3 separate regions of the Zea mays genome follow, and regions 2 and 3 are each linked to region 1. The links are chromatin contacts, called in public Hi-C maps. All regions are on one chromosome and are shown on one strand. Each heading gives the region's core, a stretch centred on a gene start, on an enhancer-like site or on the middle of the called end of the contact. The rest is flanking DNA. Distances are from core to core; before and after follow the strand shown. Region 1 has its middle 60 kb from the start of LOC100191988. Region 2 holds the start of LOC100273818. Region 3 holds the start of LOC103630785 (PLASMODESMATA CALLOSE-BINDING PROTEIN 2).

What was found. A called contact is a pair of places that touch in the nucleus more often than the background predicts.
Region 2: a contact with region 1 is called in a Hi-C map of leaf, with 2.2 times the contacts expected there. The contact joins the promoter of LOC100273818 here to the enhancer-like site in region 1. A contact is called at or near these places in 2 of 25 Hi-C or Micro-C datasets (bundle sheath and leaf).
Region 3: a Hi-C map of leaf shows a contact between it and region 1, with 2.7 times the contacts expected there. The contact joins the promoter of LOC103630785 here to the enhancer-like site in region 1. A contact is called at or near these places in 2 of 25 Hi-C or Micro-C datasets (both in leaf).

What each region holds. Positions count from the first base shown.
Region 1 is chr6:177,983,447-177,987,923 of Zm-B73-REFERENCE-NAM-5.0, reverse strand. No RefSeq gene overlaps it. Among protein-coding and RNA genes, the nearest start is that of LOC100191988, 60 kb to the right of the region's middle. Within about 2 kb of position 2,238, at least 18 of the 20 cell types and tissues checked have an H3K27ac peak or open chromatin away from gene starts, as enhancers often do. A contact at or near this core is called in bundle sheath and leaf, where this site is marked.
Region 2 is chr6:178,262,303-178,267,054 of Zm-B73-REFERENCE-NAM-5.0, reverse strand. It overlaps LOC100273818, which reads right to left and starts at 1,998. Exons shown (of 10, transcript NM_001148217.1): 1 at 1,619-1,998; 2 at 612-655; 3 at 1-45. The coding sequence starts at 1,829.
Region 3 is chr6:178,278,692-178,283,043 of Zm-B73-REFERENCE-NAM-5.0, reverse strand. It overlaps LOC103630785 (PLASMODESMATA CALLOSE-BINDING PROTEIN 2), which reads left to right and starts at 1,787. Exons shown (of 5, transcript XR_555231.4): 1 at 1,787-2,082; 2 at 2,175-2,576; 3 at 2,702-2,732; 4 at 2,815-3,164; 5 at 3,352-3,752.

The sequences.
Region 1 (4,477 bases), core at 989-3,488:
CTTGATGGTGTTTTGCCTCACGAAGAGGTTCATCTTGATGATGAAATTCCTAGCAATGCGCGCAATATCATTGTGCTGGGAATACGGAACAATGAATCTTTTGTTTTGGGAAATGACGAAGATCATTATTAAATGTGGGAGACAAATATGTCGACACCTATCTTGCCCCTCTAGATTGCAAATGGATCCAAAACAAAGTCCTAGGCATGAGTGCTTTAAGCTCTCTTATCGGGTCATTGATAAATGCAATCGAGGTTGAACCAATAATCGCAAAATAAAAGTCACGAGCTAGAAGTTCGGATATTTATGGGCACTATTGAAATAATGTGTGGTGAATGCGATGGTTCAAGTGGTCTCATGAGAGACCCATCCCACGTATGTGTTGAATAAACACTGTTCCGCTATGTAATATATCTGGCAAATGGCATGAATTAAAATATGCAGTTAATAGGATTCTGAAGATCCGCATGAGATCCTACGGGGACTCATATCTTTGAATTATAAATATGCAACATATAAATCTCGTACTATATAATACATTCCTGATGAATGATCACTCTCCTATGTAGAGAGAATATCTCCTAGATGAGATTATAGTTCCTTGATGGAACTTTTCCAGAAGAAATAAAGTCTGTGTTAAACACCAAAGTTTGATAATCCCTATAAAGGGATAAAGACCCATATAGACCCGAAAAGGAATAAGATGAGGTACCAAAGGACTTGAAGTTTACCGAATAAGCACATGTGCATTCCATGAGTTTTACTCATGGTAATTTCCACTAGATGTGGAATTACGGTATCCTTTAAAGCTCTGATGGCAGAAACCTATAAGGTTTAGGTGTCACTGGCAAAATATCCCCATTGTGCCAGAATGACAGACTATAACGATGTATCTTGTCGATGAAAAATCCCTGATAGATTACGATCTTTGATGGACTTTTGTTACACCATCATAGATGTTGCAATGGATGAACGCCTGGAGCGATGTGTCATATTTAGAATATGTACTATTGCAACTATATTGCCCCCTAAGTCCTATTGAAGGACATGTTACTTGCTTTGCACAACTATGTATAAATTATGGTGTAAGATAGAAAATGATAGCACCCCAACCTCATCCATTCTTGTTATTCCAGATGAACAATGAGACATATATCTTGAAGAATATGCTTGAGTTATGAGGGATAACGACTTTGACAGATGTCATCATCAGGGGGAGCGAATGCTTATATTGATCACAATCGTGAGACAATAAATGTCATATTCTATGTCCTGAAGGCGTGAGCTTGATGATCAATATGTGAACCTTTATGGAACTTTCTATCAAATATATAGATCCAGTCGATCGAATACCATCAGTCAAAGTGGCTTATTTATATTGATACGTGCACTTACCTCGAATATTTTAGAAGTGAGTAGAGGTAAAGTTCCTGAAATAGTCCTTGCAAGGATATGCAATCCGTTTGCTAAATCTTTATGTGCATATACTTCCAGAAGAAGATGTTTTGCCTTATTGATACAGTTTTGCAAGGTTCAGGGGGAGCACATTTCTAAAGTTAGCCTTTGTAGAAGATTCGGTAGAATCTAGATCCCAGATGATCGAAATCTGTCCCGATGACAACTGTTGTACTCTTTTTCCCTTGATGAGTTTTCTTGAAGTTTCTCACATGAGATTTTTAACGAGGCAACAAAGTGTAAATGCAATTTGTATCACCATGCACTCTTTCTCCATATTTTTCCCACTGGGTTTTTTGGAGTTTTAACGAGGCATGTGTTGGTCGCGGTATTCGCCCAAGGGGGAGTGTTGAGAAACCCTAATGAAGAGTTATGTGAGCAAATACCGAATATAGCCCTGAGGGCTATCGCGTCTCTATATATAGAACATGTACCCCTCATATGGAATACAGAGATCAGAAAGAGGCCAGAGGCCCAACCCTATATCATGTGTCTCGTGTGTTTCCTCTGTCGTGCTTATGGGAAAGGAGACGGGTTTTCTACATCTTCTTGCGCCTCTGCCGCTGACGGGAGGGAAGGGAGCGGATCTGGTGATCCGTGGTAACGTAGTTCTCAATAGTTCTTAGGAAGCGGTGCACCGAATGCACCGGTCGGTGTGGGCAGGACCGGCTGGCTTGGCAATAGCCCACCATGGCCAGCGAAAGAAGGCCCAACTGGCCCACCGAGGAAGGCCGATTGAGGTCCTGGCTGGAGCGTCGAAACAACACCCCGTGGCGACTGTTGCACGAGGCCAGGGGAGCGGTAGCCAGGAAGCGGCCCACAGGCGCCCCCGGCCACATCTGAATAAGCCCAGTCCATGGATTGTAAAATGAAGGCCAAGCTGGTGAGCTGTTATGCTTTTTGTTTTTGTATTTCTTCTTGGGCCCTGGATGATGAGATGAAGCAGGGGTACCGTGAGCCGGTCCGGCAGAAGAACGAGGAGCAGTGGCGTACCCCTGAGCCGGTCCGGCAGAAGAACGAGGAGCAGTGGCGACGAGTGCCTGCGAGGGTGCCGAAGGTCTGGCCATGGAGATCTCTTCAACCAGGAGATCATTCTTGACCTCAGTGAAGGAGGGGAACGGCTTCTGTCGCTTGAGAATGGCGCCCATGTACACAAACTTCTCATTCAGACCGCGTAGGACGGACAGAACAAGAGTTCGGTCAGGGACATGCTCGCCCAAATCGCCCAGGAAGTCCGCCATAGACTTGAGCTTGCGGCAGTAATCAGAGACAGAGAGGTCACCTTGCACAAAGTTACGGAACTCGGCGTCGAGGATGAGTGCACGGGTCTCCTTGTTGCCGACGAACTGATCTTCGATGGCGAGCCAGACGTGACGCGCGGATGCGCCGGGCGTCATGACATCGCTGAGAAGCTACAACGGAAACGGAAATAGAAAGGTCGCAGGAGCGACGGCTGATACCATGAAAGCATGATTGTATTCATATAATCTTTTTTGATAATTACATTGGTGGCCGAGACTCAATATATATAGCAGTCATATAGGCCGGTTTATAGAAGTAAGAACCGGTCAATATCAATCACTGCTATATTAGGAACCAATCATATCAATTACTGCTATACAGCCAATACCGTGAAGGCGGAAGACTATGATGGCATTCCATCTATAACTCTAACAATCATCATGACACACCTTGTACACGGCGATGAGGTGCGATCCCCGCGGCCGTGCCGGAGCCTAGGCCGCCAGGGAGTGACGCACCTTCGACGAAGTTCCCTGCGACGTGCGTGCCGTGGCCAATGCTGTCGTCGGAGGGGTCGTAACCTCGGACGAAGGACTTGGATCCGACGAGCTTGCGAGTGCACCGGCCGGTGTCTTCTTCAGAGCCTGTGCAGGCCCCGTTCCACCTGGCTGGTGGCTCCGGGACCCCGTCGTCGCGGAAAGAGACATGCTTGCCGTCGATCCCCGAGTCCACAACGCCGATGACGACTCCGCTGCCGTAGCCGGCGTCGCTCCAGAACCGGTGCTCGTCCCTGCTAAGCCCGAGGAACGACGCGTGCGCGTGGTGAAGAGCTCCAGCTTGCGGTCGGGGAGCGCGCGTAGGAAGCCCGGCTGCTTCGCCACCGCCGAAAGCTCGGCTTCGGTGAGCCGGGCGGCGAACCCATGGAAGACTGCCGTGTACGAGCCCACCAGGCGCGTGTCGCCGGTGGACCCAGACTCATCCGTCAGCTGCTCGGTGGTGGTAGGCAGGAAGCTCTCGTGCCACTGGCGATGCGCGCTTCGGCTCATGGCGTCGGCATTCACGGGTGGCGAGACGAAGACGATGTAGGTGCGACGATAAGCAGCAGGATCTTCTTTGGGCTCATGGGCAAAGCTTGCTCGGGGGACCTCGGTCTCGCCCATGGTGGAGTGGAGGGACAGAACGGCGAGGAGGAGGAAGGTGGTGGCGAGGCCAAATCGGAAGGATGCCATGGGGAGCGTCAGCAGGAGCTTGCTAGCTACGGCTGGCTGAAAGTGTGAAGGTGTATTACAGAGAGAATGATTCACACGATACTCTGTTCCCTTACATTGGCAGATACAAATAGCCAGTGATAGCAACAATCACGACAAGCAATCCTAGATTACATGCAACTATACATGGAAGGAGCTAATCATGAGATGCTAAATGATTACACCGGTGAAGGGCAATGCACCTGGACGTGCATGCAAATGGAGCCGGTGATGATGCAGCTAATGTTGCTCATCCAGGTCACCTGACGGTAGCGGGTGCATGAGCAAGCCGTCGAACACTCTCCCTTAGTCGGAGCGGGAGGAGGTCAAACGTTCAGACTAGTCCGAAACTCAGTGAAGACGGAAGATGGAAGACCCTTGGTGAAGATGTCAGTAAACTGTGAAGTAGTCGGCACATGAAGGACCCGAACGTGGCCAAGAGCGACACGCTCGCGGATGAAATGTAGATCGATCTCCACATGTTTCGTACGCTGGTGCTGAACTGGATTGCTGGAGAGATATACTGCACTGCT
Region 2 (4,752 bases), core at 749-3,248, 280 kb before region 1:
ATATTTCTGGAAAGGTCGAGGCCTTGTTTCGTGATTAACTTTAGTCTACAGATAAGAGAGAGTTTGTCAGGGGAATAATAGTTAACCTGGAGAAATGGATTGACTCAGATCAAATGCCAAGATGCACTAAAGTTTACAGAAAAGGATTTTTGAGTGTAATAACATAGTACCCAAAAAAAGGCATATCAATGCATAGATCTATTTCAAAGCAAGTACAGTGCAATGCAACTGCTCTGTTAACAGTTGTATGTTGATTCTTCAAGCAAGAATGGCACCATATAGCAACACGACATATCAGTCAGTCTATAGCATGGCAGGAACCTAAATCCCTTATTCAGTGCAAGATTGCACAATCAATGACCTTCAAATTGCAAAAAGGAAAATCTTACATTACAGTGAAAAGAAAACCCTCAAACAAAAACCAAAGAACGAAAAGCAAACAATGAACCTATAGAAAAGCTGGGGATATAACCGTGTCATGGTAACACAAAACACAGTTTTGCACTGTAGACTGCACTATTCGCAGAGGAAAGTTTGAAATAGGAGATGAGATGGGAGATAGGGTGTGTAAGCTGCTGGAGATAGTCTAAGAAATCCATGCGTCTACGAACCTCCTTTTTCCTATCCCGCTTTCTTCTGACTTCATGAAAAGTATCTGGATAGACATGAATTAAAAAAAGAGTTAGATTAATCATAAGAAATCCCTGCCAAAAATATCATAAACAAACATTTAAGATCCTCAATGATCTATAGATGCTACCCTATGCTTCATTTATTACGAATATATCAGCCATAAAAGTTAAGGGTTAGATGGTGCATTTAGAAATTAGAATAAAACAAATGAGCAGAACTAATGGAAGGTTCCATAACTTGTAGCGACCTTAGGTAACTGGCACCCAAGCATCTCTACACTGAAAGTACTACTTACCCAAAAATATACGCTACTTGGCACATACCAATTTAAAGAAAATAGGTAGGCAATGCGTCTATGCCAACATATAGACAGATAGAAAACTCAATACCAAGAAAATGGTAAGCAATACATGAGTGAACTTAAACACATCCTATTGATGAAGATAAAAGGGATGTTTATGGTAGGCGCAACAGTTTTTGTTTACATATAAGTACCAGGTAACATGATCCTGGAACACAGTTGGATTACAATGGGATATGAATCAGGACTTACGTAGGAAACTGAACCCTCACCCCCCCCCCCCCCCCTCCTATTATTACACCATGGGGTGGCACAATCTGTTGCAAAAGACACATTCATAAATGCAAAAAAAAGGTTGTCCGTTGACAAATATAAATTAGTGTCTTCTCCCATCTGAAGTCATGAGCATGACAAATTAAAACTTCCCAGCATGCTTCACAGTGACGTTGAACCTAAACTGGCAAGCAAAACAAGTCGCAGCGTACCGCATCCGCAGAATCGGACCAAATTTGCAAGCAATTCAACAGCAACCGTCCAAAACGGGGGGGTTACAACTTATACCACACGAGGGGGGGCACAAACCCTAGCGCTGACAAGCATCGCACGACAACGTCCACGCTAAACAATTGGAGCCCGCGAGGACAAAGCTGGAGCCTAGAGCGAGGTGAGAGTATATGCCCTTACCCTGGGAGATGAGCCTCTCGACGGCTATGTCGGGGTCCATTCCGCAGTCGCAGAGCGTGGCGTAGATCTCGCCCTCCGAGCGGTCGGCCAGGATCCCCTTGAGGCTCTGCACCATCTTCCTTGAGGCGACCGGGATCGCCGCCGCATCCGCCCCGTCCGGCGCCGCGTAGGAAGGCTGCCTCCCGCCGCCGCCACGGCCACCGCCCCTCATGGCGCTCCCGCTCCCGCCCCCGCAGCCACCACAGGGGCCTCCGCCGGCTCCTCCCCCTCCTCGATCCGGGGCGGCGACCAGCTGCGGTCGCGTCGCCGCTGCACGCGGTGTACGGAGCAGCAAAACCCTCGTCGCCGCCGCCCCACACGCACCGTATATTGCCACAGCCACGCAAACGCACGCACCGAGAGAGGGCCGGCCGTGTACGAGCTCAGCTAATAAACGGGAACGGGGGAATGCCGGTTTCCTTACCTGAGCTGAAAAAAGAGAAAGACAGACGAATAGCGCCCTGCCCTGCCTTCCGCCTTTGCTCCCTGCACCCGGTCTCTCCTCTGTGTCGCGTTTCACCGGTCGCTGACAGACGGGTGCCGTTTATGAAATCAGTCCGGATTGTTTCTCCTCTCTCTCTCTCTCTCAATTCGTTGCGGTCTTTTAAAAAAACGTATCTGCCCCACAGAGATAAAACATTAGCAACTTAAGCTAAGGGTCTAACTTAACTGTTTAAAGTTAGTTCTATAATTCAAATGGCTAATAATTTTATATAAGTTGTGACGTCTTATACAGGAAATTAAACACAGATAGGTATGATATGCTTAAATGGTAATGACATATTAAATGGGTTTTTCGCTCTTCTTATAATAATCATTCCTTAATTTCTAAAGGCACACATTATTTATCTAAGTGCGTATAAGCAGTACAATTTTCCGGTGTCGTGAATAATGTTGATAGAGGGGCGTGACGTGAGATGGCTGGCTTCACGTGCAAGGTGGTCAGAAGTAGAGATGTCAATGGGGAATTATCCACCGGGTTATAGCATCCCAGACTCATCCCCATCATATTTAATCTATCCTCATACTCATCCCCATTCGGGTTTCGGGTTCTCAATGGGTCCCCATCCTCAATTAAGGAATAACTATGTACTAATAGCTAGCACAAACTATCCAGATTTCATACATCACTACATCAGCAAGCACTCATCCATGATCCATTCATCCATCGATCAGAAAAGAAATTAGTACTTCAGGACCGATAGAAGAAATGAAGAAATGGAGTCTACTCACCTTCCTTGGTCACCATTTGAGTTCGTTGGTGCCTGAGAATTCATGGTTGTCACCGTCGTGCTAGGCTCATAGTAGTCGGCGGTGCTCCTCGTCGCTGGTGAAGTCGCCAGTGTGCAGTGCTAGCGCAACTGTCCAGGCGTGTGGCAGTTGGCCGACTGGACAGGGCATAGCGTATGGCTGGTTATTTTAGGGTTTTGTTTTTTGATAGTCTACTAGTTTCCTTGCTATGTTGCCTTGTTGGGCTAAGACCTGAGGTGCGCTGCCGTGTTGGGCTTGGTGTTTGGCTTGGCCTCAACTCATTCTTACAACAAGGACAGGTGTACAAGCATGAAATACACATGAGTAATCGGGTTCGGATTCTTGTTTTCTAAACCCATACTCGTTTAACCAATGGGTGGATATTTTGTCCCATATCTATACCATGGGGATAATTTTTGTCCCGTACCCATACCCTAATAAAGGAATTCTTCATGGGTTAGCAGGTATCGGGTCCCATTGACATCTCTAGTCAGAAGAGTCTTTTCGTTCTCTGATTTGTTGTGTTAATCATGTAAGGCTCATGTGGATGTATCCAGCCAAGATATAAAGTTGTGACGTATAGTACAACCATATAATGCGGTGTAGTAAGCAGTAATATTTTCATGGCGCAAGCATCACTGGTAGGAAGTCGTGACATGAGATAGATAAGTGCTTGTAGAAAAACGTGATGTGAGGTGTGGTCGTGTAGGAAGGTTTGATGACCGGCTTCAGACTTTGATTGTTATTCTATTATAGACCTAAATCCGTTTGAGATGGTTCGGTGTAAAATAGTTTAAGTAGGCTTCAAATGAAAAGGTGAATGAAATTCTTCTTATTCTCTTGTTTATTGTGTTTATTATATCAGCCTTGCGTGGTTGTATTCAATTATATATGAAGTTATGTGACTCGGCATAATAAAACCAAGTGACGCACGAGAGCCTTTTTTTTTGCATTTAGAACCTAGGGCCAAATAAACAGGCTCACAGATTATAACGCATCTTTCTTTCCCTCATAGCTCTAAGACTTTTTTTGGAAATCACTGGCATCTTCCTTTCAAGGTTTATTAGAGTGAGATATTATTTTAATATACTGCTCTGCAGCTGCAATCTATAAAGATAAAATATTGTAGAAATCGTAGCTGTAGCCGAATTAGAACTGCAACAAACCGCAATAAACAAGACGATCGATTATGGGCCTGTTTGGTTCAGCTTTTTTCTGACCAGCTTTTCTGAAAATCTGGCTGTGGGGACTGGGGAAAATCTGGCTGTGGAGAGAATTTGAGTATCATTACGATTACGTGTGGAGGAAGATAAAGTTGTTCATAGGGCTCAGGATCTAGAAAGTAACGGATTCCTACTATTACAACGACTCAACCGATTATGTGTTTATGTTGATTTTGGATGGTTTTTGCCCCCAACGAATTTTATAGAAGCTGGCTGAAAAGCTGAGCGTTTGGTAGTCCGCAGCAGTTTTTGGTGGCCAGAAGCTGCCAGAAGCTAAAACAAACAGGCTCTATGTCCTACATGGTTAGTGGTCTGGAAAAAGCATGGCGTGAGATGATTGAAATGTTGTTTGAAAGGTGTGACCTGAGATGGCTGGAGTGCTAACTGTAAAGTGTGATGTCAGATGGTTGGCTTCAGGTGAGAAGGGTGAAACCTTAGTAACCGGGAACCGGGAACTTGGCCACGTTCCTCGTTTCGGGAACATGGGAACAATCTCGTTCCAGTAGTGTTAAATCTTAGTTTTTGCAGCGTTCCGCGTACCATGTTTCCGTTCCTCGATCCTATCGATCCGGGAACCTGGTTACTAAGGGTGAAAAAAAGATCTTTTGGTTCTATTATTTG
Region 3 (4,352 bases), core at 538-3,037, 300 kb before region 1:
GAAAGAGAAAAAGTCACTTTCTCTACTGGTTTGCCATTCCTTTTCGTTTCTGACGAAAAGAAGAACAGCTGGATGGCCTTCTGTCTTCTCCTGTAGCAAACAGGACTACACGACGCTGGCATTATTGGCTCGGATATTGGCTCTTTCGCGAGTTCAGGGTCAAAAAAGCGCTGCCCTTTTTCTTCCCCAAGACATGGGTGGCCTTTTGTTGGTTGGTTACTCTAGACTCTAGTTCCAACCTCCAACAGCTGCTGTTGTGAACTGGATAGCGAGCTGGGCTGCAGCCCTAGCCAGACTCCGGTCGCGGTCGCCGTCGCCGGTCAGCCGAAGCTTTGATTTCAGCTTCAGCTGGCGCGTGGACAGACACAGACGTCGGCAGGGCCGAGACTAGATGGATGACTCAACTCGAGCTGTAGCTGTCGACTTGTCGAGTGAGTGGGTGATACAAGTTTTTACTCGAGGCCAATGAATCAAATCGTATAACTGTGGCTTCTGGGCCAAAATGGTCAGTGGCCTCATTAAAGCTTTGACGAACTTGTAGCCCATGGGCCATATGACATGGTCAACATTGTATTGGGCCAACGAAAAATCACCAGCGTTCGTTGGAACAAAGTAGGGGTCCAGTTTCTAATCGATATGTGCAGATGCTTCTTTCTGTAAAAAGTCTACACGACAAAAAAAAAATACATGAAATGCAACCAGCAACAACGCGGCACACATTCAACGTTGAATCCATTCATGTCGGCGGTACCGTTGTAAAATTGTTACAAAATTATATTTAAAGACATAGATTAAAACACTTTAATACATTCTTAGATTTTTCGGTTTTTTTTCTAGAGCTAAAGTTAGTTTCACCACGCTTCCTCTCGTCTGCCCCACTAGCTTGAGGCGGTAAAGCAATCGGCCCACACACTTCCCTTTGCCCCACTAGCAGCGATCCCAAGAACGGCAGGGGGGAGGAGGATGCGGCGGCAGCGGCTTTTTGTCCAATTTGTGCCTGCCTCTAGACGAGGACCGGAATTTTCAAGCTATCCTTTCCGCAGCAGGCTGCTTATTCTTGCGACCACCTTCCTGTGATCTTCTCCTCTCCTTCTATAGTGCTAGGCGGCGCCGTCTAGATCTGGGTAACGACCTAGTACGCCTGGTCCGGAGGGAGGGGGGCCACAGAAGCCAAATCTGCAAACTTTTTCTATGGCCGACCCCTCGCAGCTGATACTGATAATATAGATGGTCAAACGGGTCACTCGGTCCGGCCAGGCCCAGCCCATATTGGACACGTCTCGTTTTAGGCACGGTCCATCAAGCCCGGCTAGCAAATCGTGTCATGCCGGATGGGCCCACGTACCGCGGCACAGACACGGCATGTTGGTCTGCTAGCCGTGTCGAGCCGGTCCGGTAGCACGTTAACTCATCTAATTATATTGTATAATTTAGCAAAAAATGTAGCTATTGGGGGCTCAAACACATACCCAAATGTACAAGAGACTTAAACACATCTATCTAGCTAGTGTGGCGGTAGTTTTATTGTGTTATACGTTAAATTATTATATTTAATATATATAAACTATTATTTTTAAAATAAAAAATATAACTGTGTAGTGTCCGTGTCAGCACTATGGATCGAGATGGTGGTTCAGGCACAACACTATAGTCGTGTCGTGGCAGTCACTAAAGACAGGTTGGATCGTGTTTTTTCTTGTCATGCCTAGACTGGCCAATCGTCTTAGTGTCAATTGGTCATCTATAACTGATACAATGTGTGGACTCCTTTGATATCTCAATGTGTGCTGACCAGGCAGCCTGCCTGCCTGCCTGCCCGGCCAAGTTTCCTGTTATTCCCCGGCGGCCAGACTTGTGATTCCGTTTGTTCGTGTCACTGAAGAAAGCATTCGCTTTACACGCACTCGTTCCTGAATCAGCACAGCCCCAGCCTACCGGTGCCGGCTGCTGCTTCGCTGGGAGCCAGAGGCCCACCCAGAGCTCGCAAGCTTGTCATGGCTCTGCCTCTGCGGCCAGTCCATGGCTTGGCGTCCCTTCTTCTTCTGCTCCTCGTCCTCCTGTCCTGCAACTGCCACTGCCACGGTGAGTTGTTGCATACTCTGCTGTCTAGGCCGATAATGCATACTCTTCTTCTCCAATGATGGTTTGCTCCACGCTGACTCTGGCTCTGGCAGCAGGGGGAGGAAGCGAGCGGGGAGCAGGCGCGACAAAGAGGCTGGAGCGCGACGTCACGTCGCCCCTGGCCACGGTCCCGGTGGTGAACCCGACGGCGACGATGCCGTTGCCCACCGCGACGCCGGCGGCGCCTTCGCTGCCGCTGGCCACCGGCGCCGGCGGCGGGAGCTGGTGCGTGGCGAGCCCCAGCGCGGGCGCGGCGGTGCTGCAGGTGGCGCTGAACTACGCGTGCGGCCAGGGCGGCGCGGACTGCTCCGCCGTCCAGCGGGGCGGGAGCTGCTTCAGCCCGGACACCGTCCCCGACCACGCGTCCTACGCCTTCAACACCTACTACCAGAAGAACCCCGTGCAGACCAGCTGCGACTTCGGCGGCGCCGCAGTCCTCACCACCACCAACCCGAGTAAGCTCGTCAAGCTCCACCCTGAACACGTCGAGATCAGAGCAAGGTTCTTGTTTTCGCAATCTGCATCCATAGATAGATAGATGTTCACGCGTTCGCTTCTTTGTTTGCATCTGCATGCGCAGGTACTTCGACGTGCCAGTATCCAGCAACGAGGTAAATTTCTACCAACGCAAGCAAAAAAAAAAAAAGGAAAGGTAGCTAGCTACATGTGGTGATTTCTGCTTGGAACTGACAGCACCGGAGCTTCGGTCCTGAACACGTCGACTCCGCTGACGCCAGGATACGGATCTGCCCCCGGCGGGTACGGGAGCTCTCCACCGGCTGGAGACGGCAGGTCCCCTCCGCTGTACGGGAACATGTCGCCGCCGGACTACGGCGACAACACCAGCGCCGCCGTGACCGTGAGGGCACTGCCCGGCCGCAAGACGGCGGCGGCCGTCGTGGCGCTGGCCACGACGTCGACGTGGCTCCTCATCGCACTGACGGTGAGCGGCTGAACCTGCACGCCAGGCCCGCGCGCCGCGTTGCCTCCGCGCACGTGCAGTTCGTTCAGTTGCAGACTCGCAGCTCAGGTGGCGCCCGAAGGTGATGTCTCTGTTAGAAAATATTTTATGTGATCTAATTCCAAGGGGTGCGACCCGTTGTGGTGTCCCTTCACTATGTATATATATGTACACTTCATGAGATGAATACAACAGTCCTGTCATTTTGTCGTTTCTCTCTGTCTCTCTCCACTGGGTTAGCCACTGAATTAATTATAACACGTTATCAGCACGAGTCTCTACACTGAGCGAAGAAGGCCAGAAAATCATCGGACGCAAGCATGGAATATCAGAAAATAACTGGCGAGATCATCATGGCCATGATCGTGATTTTCTTCTTGGTGGATGACGTTAGTTGCGTCCACACCAAGACAAGATGGCATGCAGATGCAGGAACACTACGATGGCAATCAGTAGTGTTCGGATGATGGCTGGGATGAGGCGATCGGTGGCCAGTAAATCCAACTTGAGAGATCTCCAAGGTCAGTTGCTAATTTATTTGTTGGATTGGACTCCGTCGTCCAAAACAAGATGACAATCAGACAAAGCAAATCATAAAGGGTATGCAATCATTATTTCTCTCGATCTGTGAGTCGTGAATGAATCGGATTTTTCTTCATCGACGAACTGGCATCCTGCACCATGTGACAACTAGAGATGGCCAAATGGGCGGCACGGCACGGCCCGGCCCGGGCACGGCCAGGCACGGCACGGTTAGGGCACGGCCCGTTTAGCCTGTTTAATAGCCGTGCCGTGCCGGCACGGCACTAGTGCCTAAGGCCAGGCCCAAGCACGGCACTAAGCCTGCTTAGCCGTGCCGTGCCGGCCCGTTTAGCCCGTTTAGCCCGTTTAGCCCATATAGCCCGTTTAGCACTATACCACAGAATTTTAGTCAGATATTCACAAACACAGTTAAAACATATTAAAATAGCTAATATTGAACTGTTTAGTGCAATGGCTGACTCATTAAAAACCTATTTAGATAAAAACTCACTCTTGTGAGAAAACCCTATATAAGAAAAAAGAGTACAACACACAGCTAACTACTCGTGCTTGGATCTAATCATGTATAATCGTGCCTAACCGTGCCTAGGGGCTAATCGTGCCGTGCCCGTGCCGGCCCAGCGTGCCTGATGCTCGGCCCAGGCACGGCACTACCTATCGGGCCGTGCCGGCACGGGCCCGACACTAGCCGTGCCGTGCCGTGCCCAGGCACTACGGGCCGTGCCGT